2 separate regions of the Pan troglodytes genome follow, and region 2 is linked to region 1. A link is a contact called in public Hi-C data. All regions are on one chromosome and are shown on one strand. The core of a region is the stretch at or near the end of the contact, and the rest is flanking DNA. Distances in the headings are between cores, read along the strand shown.

Region 1 (5,032 bases), core at 476-2,975:
TGACCTTCACACACACAGAGCCTCTCCCGAGTGAACATAGCCCCTCAACGTGCAAGTCTTGCCTGAATGCCTCGATGTCCATTTAAAGCCACCCGGTAAGAGGAGCAGGTATTTCTGTAACTGAGAGGAGTATTGGGAAGAGGCTAGAGACAACATTTTATATTTCTGAGCCCTTGGGATAAGAAAGAGCCCCATTTTCTCGCCTGAAGTCCTCTGAGCAGTTAGAACCACTGGGCCACTGCTGCTCATCTGTAGCCCATCCACTGATGGCTCCTTGCCCAGACACAGAGCCTGACCCAGCCAGTGGACCTGGAGAGGAAAAGGGGATAAGATGAGAAATGGGAGTTGAGGGCCTCCCAGCTCCCCATTACTAATATTAATTTACTTTCTATATGCAACTATGGCTATGGGAATTTAGGACCACATGAAGCAATAAGATCAAATGGAAATCTTGACCTGCTTGTTTGGGTGAATCAATTTTCCTGGAAGGCTCAGGGCACTGTGGGGAAAAAACGCATACAAGGTGAAAACATGGCTGTTGCTAGAGCCCAGGAGACCCTATGAGTTCAGTCAAGGCTGGGAGAGAGTCAGTGGCTCTACCCTGTGACCCCCAGGAGAGTTTGCACCCACCATGTCACAAGGGCACTGCTGTATGCTCAGAAGGGAGCTGTGTTACGAATTTTCAAATGATTCACTGCTCTCTAGATCAAGGTTGTTGTTATCAAGCAAAAGCAGTAGGAAGAGTGTGTGAGTAGAGCACTCTGTAGTTAGCAGAAGGTGTTCAGATACTTGCTGATTTGATTCTCAAACTACCCTGGACTGTCGGCTTCATCAAGACAGAGAATCATGTCTGTCCCATTCACTGTTATCAACTGTGCTAAGGACGAGGAGTGGCACGTAACAGGCGCTCCGTGCATATTTGTTAAATAAAAATAAAAGAACCCAATAAGATAAGAAATAGGGGTTATTATTCCTATTTTATAATTGAGGCCGAGAGTCCCACAGTTAATAAACGGCAGAGTCAAGACAAGACTGAGAATCTTAATCCCAAGGTCATTGCTAGCTATTTTGTCTTATGAAGCTTCTAGGTCACAAGCTTCAGGATGCAAAGAACTTCAAAGGTAGGAGCATATGGAGGAGCTGTACAGTGCAGAGAAAAGCAGGCAGAGGCCCTGGAGCTTCCCAGAACACACAAAGATTTACAAAGAAAGCTCAGGACTGAGATGTGGACACCAACATGGCAAGAAGCTTCACTTCCTCCCTGCGTGGCCAGGACACATCCCCAGCGAGCAGGGACTCACTGGGGATATGTGTGGCTCTTTAGCCTCCCCTGCAGGAGAGTTTCAGAATGCACCCTCTCTAAGGGGCTGAAGTGCTCATAGGAAAGCCCAGATCTGATGGATGATCCACTATTGAGGTATTCCTAAACAGTGGGATGCATCACCCCCACTTCTCCGGAGGAAATAACCAAGAGTTTAGTCTTACTACAAATTAGAAAGCTGCTAATGTGCATAGCTCGTTATGAAGTACAACTATAAGACATTGGGTTCTTAAAGCTGAGAGGAACCCTAAATAGTCCATAGCCTGGGTTCCTAGATAAAAGGTCTGCGAAGCTGCTGAAATAATCTGCATATTATGAGTATTCTGGAGGGGATAGTCCATGACTTTCATCAGATCCTCAGAGGCGTCTCAGATTCAAACCCAGCCACAGGAGGGTCTAGAATTACCTCCTCAGCCCCTCAACTAAGCAGATTTGCTCAAAGCCCCAGGGATGGGAAGTCCGTCTTTCCCAAGGCAGCTGAGGTCATTTCCTGTGATCAATTCCTGCTCCCCACAGAGAGTGAGGAATGTACAGATGGTTCCACTAGAACCCGAACAAAACAACTCCCTCCATGTGTCCGGCATATGAGGTCCAAAAATGAGCTGTAGGGTGGGACTACTGGGACAGCCTTCAAAATGCACCAGCCAGCATGGAAAGGGCTGCTTTTGAAATTTGTGCATTTAAAGACAACTAACGACTAGTTTCATTGCCTCCCCCAAAGTGAAGTTTTTAAGTGACAGATTCTGCTCCTCTGTCTCATAATATTCTTACATAAAGCTTAGGCATGGAGCTGATGGCACCCATCAGCCCCAAATTCGAGTAGACCACCCCCAGAATGAAGTCTAAGTCATGGAGACAAAGCCCCGCGCTTGTGCTGAATGAGATCCTCTAGTGCTCTCTGGTGGCTACGACTTGTTACTGCACCTTTCACAACACATTTGTACGAAGTTTGTATTTCTGATTTTTTTTAAGTATTCCAAAACTGAAATCAGTTTAAAGTCCTCTCTTTGCTTACATATGAGTTGGGGCTCAAGGATTGTATAATCAATGTGTCATGTGACTTATCAACGGCAGAGCCAACACTGGGGCTTAGGCCTTTCCTCTTGTTCGGGAGCTGTTTCCCACTCTGAGATTTGAAGGTGGGTGCAAGTGAAACATGGTGGAGAGCAGGAACTGCCAGGCTCAGGGTGGGAGCAAGCAGGTGTGTTAAGGATATCTCCGGGGCACAGAGCAGATTTGAGAGTTGGGGGCGACCCAAGAGCTGCACAGGGACCAAATCACCGAAGGTCCTTTATGCCAGGTTATGGAGCTTAGCGTCTGTTTGTAGGGAGGAGAGCCCCATGAAGGATTTTAAGGAGCAGAGCAATGGGATGGGGTCAAGGCAGCAGTGGAGAGGATGAACTGGGAAGCATTAAAAAGTAGGCCCACAGGCCGGACACTGTGGCTCGTGCCTGTAATCCCAACACTTTGGGAAGCCAAGGACGGTGGATCACTTGAGGCCATGAGTTTGAGACCAGCCTCGGCAACATTATGAAACCCTGTCTCTACTAAAAATACAAAAATGATGCATGTCTGTAATCCCACCTACCCAGCAGGCTGAGATACGAGAATCTTTTGAACCCGGGAGGCAGAAGTTGCAGTGAGCTGAGATCCCAGCACTGCACTCCAACCTGGACAACAGAGTGAGATCCTGTCTCTCTCTCTCACACACACACACACACACACATACACACACACAGAAAAAGTATGACCCACAGCTTGGGCTAAATAGCAAAGCCTCATCTCTACAAAATATTTAGAAATTAGCCAAGTGTGGTGGTGCACGCCTGTAGTCTCAGGTACTTGGGAGGCTGAGTTGGGAGGATCACTTGAGCTCAGAACATGAAAGCTGCAGTGAATCGTGATCATACCACTGCACTCTTGCCTGGGTGACAGAGCAAGACCCTGTCAGGGTGGGTGTGGAGTGGGGGCGGGGAAGTGTGGTCCAGGGAAAGTGTCAGAATCTCCAGGAGAGACAGCTTATAATGCCTGTTCCTACCCACCTCCAGAGACTCCATACAGTCGTTCTGGACTAGAACTCCAGTCATACCTTTAGTAAGCAGAAAGCTCCTTGGGTGTTTCTGACACAAATGATTCCAGAGCCACACTTGAAGAGTCACTGGAGGAGAATGAGAGGAGGAGGCAGTCAAAGACAGAGGCAATTTGCAAGGGATGAAAGGGAAAGAGTGCCTTGAGATTTCAGCTGAAGGGGGGCAGTCCGGGGTGTAGGAAGGAGAAAGGAGAACAGACAATGTGTGAAAAACTAAAGGAAGATTGTCTTAAGAGGGAGACAATCGTTCACAAAAACATACTCAGCAGGAAAGTTAAAGTAGGTGTGAACAAAAAACGGGTTCATACCTACTCTGTGGATTGGATGTGGCCACTCAGAGGGTCCCTAATGGCTCCACCTGGCAGCGGTTTTATTGGAAAAACGAGGGCAGAATCAGACAATAGAGAAGAGGAGCTAATTGGAGAAGAGAAATAAAGAGAACTCAGGAAATATTCCTCTCTCCAGAAGCTTGACTGGGAAAGAAAACGAGAAAGAGGATGAAGGCTGAATGGGAAGGGAAATTTTGTGCCAAAGAAAGATTTTGTTTTACAGATGGGAAAGATCTGAATATCAGTCTAAGCTGTGGAAGACGAGCAGGCTGAGAGTCACAAGCAGTGGATACAAGACAGAGCAGGCATCGCTGGAGAGGGGAGGTTCCCGAGGACCAAGGAGGAAGGCCCCTTCCCTCTTGAGGCAGGTGGCTAGAAGCAAGGGGAGAGTGTGAGGGAAAATAGATTTGCAGGTTGATTAAAGGCAAAGGCAATGAAAATAAATGTCCTGAATACAAAAGCTCATCTGGTAAAATTTGAGATACTATAAATCTGGGAGAATTGATGAGTTCATTAAACAACTGAAGATTCAAAAAGTTACTTACAATCTAGAGTGAAGAGCTACAAACTGGCTTCTGTAGTGTAAGCGGAAATTCTGCAGTTGATTTTTAAATTAGCTTGTGCAAATACAGGAGGGTGACTTGATGTAATGGCAAATGATAAAATAAAAAATTAATTGATGGTATCTCCATTTGACTAAAAAGGCTTAGGAGGCTTTGAAAAGCCAAGAATTTGAGGTTATCAATGTGGGTTCTCAGGGGTTTGCAGAATTCTAGCCTAACAACTATTATACCAATTCTTTCTAAAGATGCAAAGGCAAGGAATAGTGGGTGGTGTGATTGTTGAGGCAACTTAATCTATACTGTTCTTTATAATATTTTAATGTCCTTTATTTGCAAACCTTGCTATTTAAGCTATAATTGGAAACCAGTTCTCTGTGATCTATCTCAAAACTGACTATACCAAAGGATGTGGCTACAAATGAGGCTCATAAACCTCCCTGACCACCTGGGAATTTTTTTTTTTAAATAGAGTCTCGCTTTGTCACCCAACCTGGAGTGCAGTGGTGCTATCTCAGCTCACTTCAACCTCCGTCTCCAAGGTTCAAGCGATTCTCATGCCTCAATGTCCTGAGTAGCTGGGATTACAGGTGTGCGCCACCATGCCCGGCTAATGTTTGTATTTTTAGTAGAGATGGGGGTTTCACCATGTTGGCCAGGCTGGTCTCGAACTCCTGACCTCAAATGATTTGCCTGCCTCGCCCTCCCAAAGTTCTGGGATTACAGGCATAAG
Region 2 (5,360 bases), core at 2,123-4,622, 350 kb before region 1:
TCTCTTAAACACTCTTAGACTCTTAGCTTATCTCCTTTCTTGAACTCTTGCCCTCCTACAATTAATTCCCCACTAAGCAGAAGGCTTTTGTTAAAAGAATTTTTTAAAAGAACAAAATCAGGTCAGTTTTCTTGCTCAAAAATGGTTTCCCTGCCACAGCCTTCAAGGCTTCCTGTGATCTGCTCCTGGTCTGCCTTGCTGACCTCATCTCCTAACCCTCTCTGCTTTAACCACTCTGTTCAAGTCCTTGCCTTGTTGCTGCTCTTTGCATTTACCAAGCATACTTCTGCCTCAGGTCTTTGCATTGATCGTCCTTCCACATGAGTTGGAGATATCTTTATTCAGATATTTGCATGGCTAGCTCCCTTGCCTCAGAGAGCTCTGTTCAAAGAGCTCCTCCTCAGAAGTATCTCCCGCCTACCATTATGCTCTATACTTTGCTTTAACCCTAATACATGTTGATTAACATGTTTATTCTTTGTCTTTCTCATGAGGACTCTGTCTATCCAGTTCACTGCTATATCATTGGCATCTGTCTAGCAAATTTTCTCTAGAATTAGCTGTAGAAAGAGGTTGAGTGAATCAATTTTATGGATGGAGAAATTGAGGTCCAGAGTGAGAAAGGCAGGTCAGCAGCAGAAGCAAGAGTCAAGAATACATCTTCTAGTAGGCCTGGGAAATGTCCTCTGCACTCAGCCTCCTTTCTGATATTACGTAAAAACCAGGTTCTTTTCCAATATAAAATTCTCATCTTGAGAGAATAATAACATCTTAACATAATAGTATATTCTACTTTGCCTTTTTATTTCCTCAAATTTGTACTCATTAATTATCAGAGCTGGAGGGAACCACAAAGATGACCTGCCAAGTTTTATTCTGCAAATAAAGAACCAAGGCCCAGAGAAGATGTCCCACAGTTGGTTGTGGCAGAATCAGGCTAGAGCCCAGGTCTCTTGACTCCCAGTACAGACACTTTCTCCTTCCTTGCATTGCTTAACATTGAATGTCTATGTCTATTCACAGATTATGTTGCTTTTTATTAAAATAAGTTTCTACTCCTTATATTGGCAGGTAGCCACTCCAAAATGTACATTCCACAAGGGAGGTGGGAAATCATATCCTGTCCAGAAAAAGCTGCACATGAAAGAGGCCTGGATGCCTTCTAGAGGTGCATGTATCCCGGCTGCAGACTGCTCAGCCAGGAATCTCTGGCATCTCTGAGTCAGGGAATCATGAAGCTTTCTCAAGTGAAGTAACTTTCTCCCTGTGACCATGCCACTTCCTGCCTGTGTGCCCTCGTGTAAGGCACTGAAGGTCTCAGGACCTCAGTTTCCTCCTCTGTGAGGTGGGAATAGCATGCCCTGAAGTGTTGGATGAGAAAGTGTTTTGTGAGCAACAGAGGACTGGGTAAGGATTCCTAGTGAGTTTGGTTGGTCTGGGCAATAGGTTCCCCAATACAACCACAAAACACTTTTCCCTTCCAGCTTTGAGACTTGGGAGAGATGCCCTGGGGGTTGATTACAGAAGGCTCAGGTTGGGAAAGTTTGAAGTGCTTCATGCTAAACCAATCTTTAAGCTATAACTGGCCATGGAGGGCTTAAGGGAGAATTTATGTCCCTTTTTGTCCTGGCTTCTCTGATAAGTGGTTCTCAGACTCATAACTCTCCAGGAGTTATAAAACAACAAAAGCAAAACCCTTAAGTCATCTCATTTACAGCTTCAGCTCTTCAGCAGGGTATGAGGGAAGCAACTGTTTACTATTCATAAGTAGGTACTTAAACAGATAGACATCATGAGGTTTTTTGTTTGTTTGTTTGTTTTTGGTGAGAAGCAGTTGAGGAGGGAAGAAGAAAGAGAAGAGGAGAGAAAAGAGAGGGAGAGATGTCTTGAGGCAGAGACTGGGATAGGCACTGGCTAAGCAGGGTGAGAAGGCAGGGAAAGAGCCGGGCTGACCCAGACCAAAGTCAGAAAATGATTGAGAAGAGCAAGAAAAACAAAGGAATGAGGATACAGAGTCAAGAGAGGGGACAAAAGAAGGATTGAGTGAGGAAAATTCTGAAACATAAATTTGCAGAAAGGTTAAGGAAAAGGAGGAATAAGAAGGAGGAGAAAGTGTAGAGGGAGAGGACAAGGATGTGGAAGGAGGGGAGCAAGCGTCTGGGGAAGGAGACAGAAGGGATCCTAGAGCACAGGGGAAGATGGGGAGCTGCTATTTGTTCTTTGGCTGGCTCCTGCTTTGGAAAAATCCTCGTTTCCTACTCAGTGGGTATGCCAAAGACCACATCCTGGGTACAGGAGATATGAGATCATTTGGAGGTACCTAGAGACAGTCACAGTGATAGAACTAAACTCTGAGTCCTTAGCGGCCAGAGAGAGTTGCAAGATTTAGAGAATATAACATGTATTTCCTAGGACTGGGTTCCACAGCTCCAGATTCATTGATCTCTTAGACTACTCCAACACATGTGAATGACTTTTTAATGCCCCACTTTGTGCGTAGTCTTGGCTGGCCTTGTCAAGACCTGGAAACTTAAACACTTCTTGCTGTGCATTTCTGCTTTGCCTTGGATTACAGGCACAAAAAGAAATAGTGACAATTATTCAAGCCATTCAGGATACTTCCCAAACCCTTCTGCCTCTCAACACTGTGGTTCAGGTCTAAGTACTGAGAATATTTTAATACCTAATGTGAGCTTCGCATGGTTTCCAGAGATGCAGCATATCTTTTTAGCTAATATTGGCTTTTTTGAAGCTCACAAGATAACAGCTCTTAAAGATCCTGTAGGGATCATCTCATCCATGCTAGGAAATTAGCTGGTCCTTCCTCAGTAAGGAATTATTTAGATAAAAGCAGTCAGAACTCTGGCCTGAACAGTAAACATTTAACCAGAGTTCAATCAGAATTCAAGGACAGGTTTTCTTAAACTTTCTTTGTTTCTAGGAGATCAGGCAGAGCTGAATTTAACCAAGAATCTTTTGATCCTTTCCACATATAGATATACAATAGTGGCCACATATGTTCTGGGAGTTCCTAGACCTTATATGTGTAAACTGGGGCTTCCTGACATAAGAATATGCTTACCGGCCAGGAATCTGTTAGAAAACTCAGAGCTCAGTAGAAGGAACAATGGCTTTGGAATGTGGAGGTCTGGTTTTGCTCAAAGTGTGCAGTATGTGAAGGAGAACAATTTACTGACCATTACTCTGCCTTACTGATTCAAATTCTGAGGTTTATTGAATAATTTCTTAGATTGCCTTCCAGCTCTAAATTTCTCAGCACCAAAATGAAGTCCATTTCAATCTCTCTCTCTCTCTCTCGCTTTCCCTCCTGTACATATACACACACTCATACATATATATGGTCACAATAGAAAGGCAGGTAGATCAGAAGTCTCAGTTGCTGAGAAAGAGGGAGGGAGGGTGAGCCAGAGGTACCTTCTACCCCATTGTAGAGAAAAGTGAAGTTGTTTTAGAGCCACGTTACATCTTCAAGGCTTTTTATGAGATAATGGAGGAAATAAAGAGGGCTCAGTCCTTCTACTGTCCATATTTCATTCTCAAATCTGTTATTAGAGGAATGATTGTCATCTCCACCTACCATACACATGCCCTTTTGCTTGTTGGGCCTTCCTAAAATGTTAGAGTATGATGACAGATGGAGTTGTCTGGGTACATTTGTGTGCATTTAAGGGTGATAGTGTATTTGCTCCTTAAGAGCTGAGTGTTTGAGCCTCTGTTTGTGTGTAATTGAGTGTGCATGTGTGGGAGTGAAATTGTGGAATGTGTATGCTCATAGCACTGAGTGAAAATAAAAGATTGTATAAATCGTGGGGCGTGTGGAATTGTGTGTGCCTGTGCGTGTGCAGTATTTTTTTTTTTTTAAGTAAGCCACTTTAGATCTTGTCGCCTCCCCTGTCTTCTGTGATTGATTTTGCGAGGCTAATGGTGCGTAAAAGGGCTGGTGAGATCTGGGGGCGCCTCCTAGCCTGACGTCAGAGAGAGAGTTTAAAACAGAGGGAGACGGTTGAGAGCACACAAGCCGCTTTAGGAGCGAGGTTCGGAGCCATCGCTGCTGCCTGCTGATCCGCGCCTAGAGTTTGACCAGCCACTCTCCAGCTCGGCTTTCCCGGCGCCGCCGAGATGCTGTCCTGCCGCCTCCAGTGCGCGCTGGCTGCGCTGTCCATCGTCCTGGCCCTGGGCGGTGTCACCGGCGCTCCCTCGGACCCCAGACTCCGTCAGTTTCTGCAGAAGTCCCTGGCTGCTGCCGCGGGGAAGCAGGTAAGGAGACTCCCTCGACGTCTCCCGGATTCTCCAGCCCTCCCTAAGCCTTGCTCCTGCCCCATTGGTTTGGACGTAAGGGATGCTCAGTCCTTCTAAAGAGTTTTGGTGCTTTTCTGGGTCCCTCAGCTCCCGAAGCTCTTGAGAAAACTATCAAAGGCTAGAATCCCCTTCTAACTCTTTTTTTCCCCCATGATAAGCGCAGTCGGTCACAGTTCAGGTGAGTTCTTACTTGGCATTCAAGAAAATTACAAAATCTGGGTAGTTGTCTGGGCACGAAGCGACAATGGCGTCTATCCCTGGTGCTGACCCTGGGAAGCGCTGACCCAGGTGCTGAAACGCAGACCTCTGAAGCTGCTACCTCTTAGCGTACCTCACTTCCAAACGTCGGGACTAGGGCAAAGGGGCAATCTAAAGACCGAACGCCGTATGTTTGAGATTGTGAGAAGTCTCGTTCCCCTACAGTTTACTTGGTAAAAATGGTAAAACAATTCTACTTTGTAGCTCGTGATGTGAAAATTGAATTAAACTGTTGGCACACACTTTATCTTACCAGAACGGTGTGTGTGTGTGTGTGTGTGTGTGTGTGTGTGTTAAGTCTACAGGGACAGAAAGGTTGCAGAAACATTTGAGCTCTTAAAGCCTTTTTGTGTAACTTGGTAATTATAGCAACTATCCTTATTTTTATATCCTTGATTGATTTTAAATGTGACAAAAAATGCGCAGCTGTAAAAACTGGATTTTGTGTGTGACCAAATCTGTTCTTTAATTTAGGCTTTTCAAATTTTTTCCATTGTCCTCCCCACTTCTCTTTCTCTCTTTTTCTATCCCTTCTGCCCTATACAGGAACTGGCCAAGTACTTCTTGGCAGAGCTGCTGTCTGAACCCAACCAGACGGAGAATGATGCCCTGGAACCTGAAGATCTGTCCCAGGCTGCTGAGCAGGATGAAATGAGGCTTGAGCTGCAGAGATCTGCTAACTCAAACCCGGCTATGGCACCCCGAGAACGCAAAGCTGGCTGCAAGAATTTCTTCTGGAAGACTTTCACATCCTGTTAGCTTTCTTAACTAGTATTGTCCAT

Evidence for each region. A called contact is a pair of places that touch in the nucleus more often than the background predicts.
Region 2: a contact with region 1 is called in a Hi-C map of stem cell-derived neural progenitor cells, with 6 times the contacts expected there. The contact joins the promoter of SST here to the enhancer-like site in region 1. A contact is called at or near these places in 5 of 7 Hi-C or Micro-C datasets (blood, induced pluripotent stem cells, a lymphoblastoid cell line and 1 more), 1 of 1 datasets of contacts at active chromatin or transcription factors (stem cell-derived excitatory neurons) and 1 of 1 other capture datasets (stem cell-derived neural stem cells).

The regions. Positions count from the first base shown.
Region 1 is chr2:190,492,729-190,497,760 of NHGRI_mPanTro3-v2.0_pri, reverse strand. No RefSeq gene overlaps it. Among named protein-coding and RNA genes, the nearest start is that of MASP1, 27 kb to the right of the region's middle. Within about 2 kb of position 1,725, at least 4 of the 24 cell types and tissues checked have an H3K27ac peak or open chromatin away from gene starts, as enhancers often do. A contact at or near this core is called in stem cell-derived excitatory neurons, stem cell-derived neural progenitor cells and stem cell-derived neural stem cells, where this site is marked.
Region 2 is chr2:190,843,584-190,848,943 of NHGRI_mPanTro3-v2.0_pri, reverse strand. SST (somatostatin) reads left to right here and starts at 3,372. Exons shown (of 2, transcript XM_526419.8): 1 at 3,372-4,278; 2 at 5,125-5,360. The coding sequence starts at 4,141. The coding sequence ends at 5,337.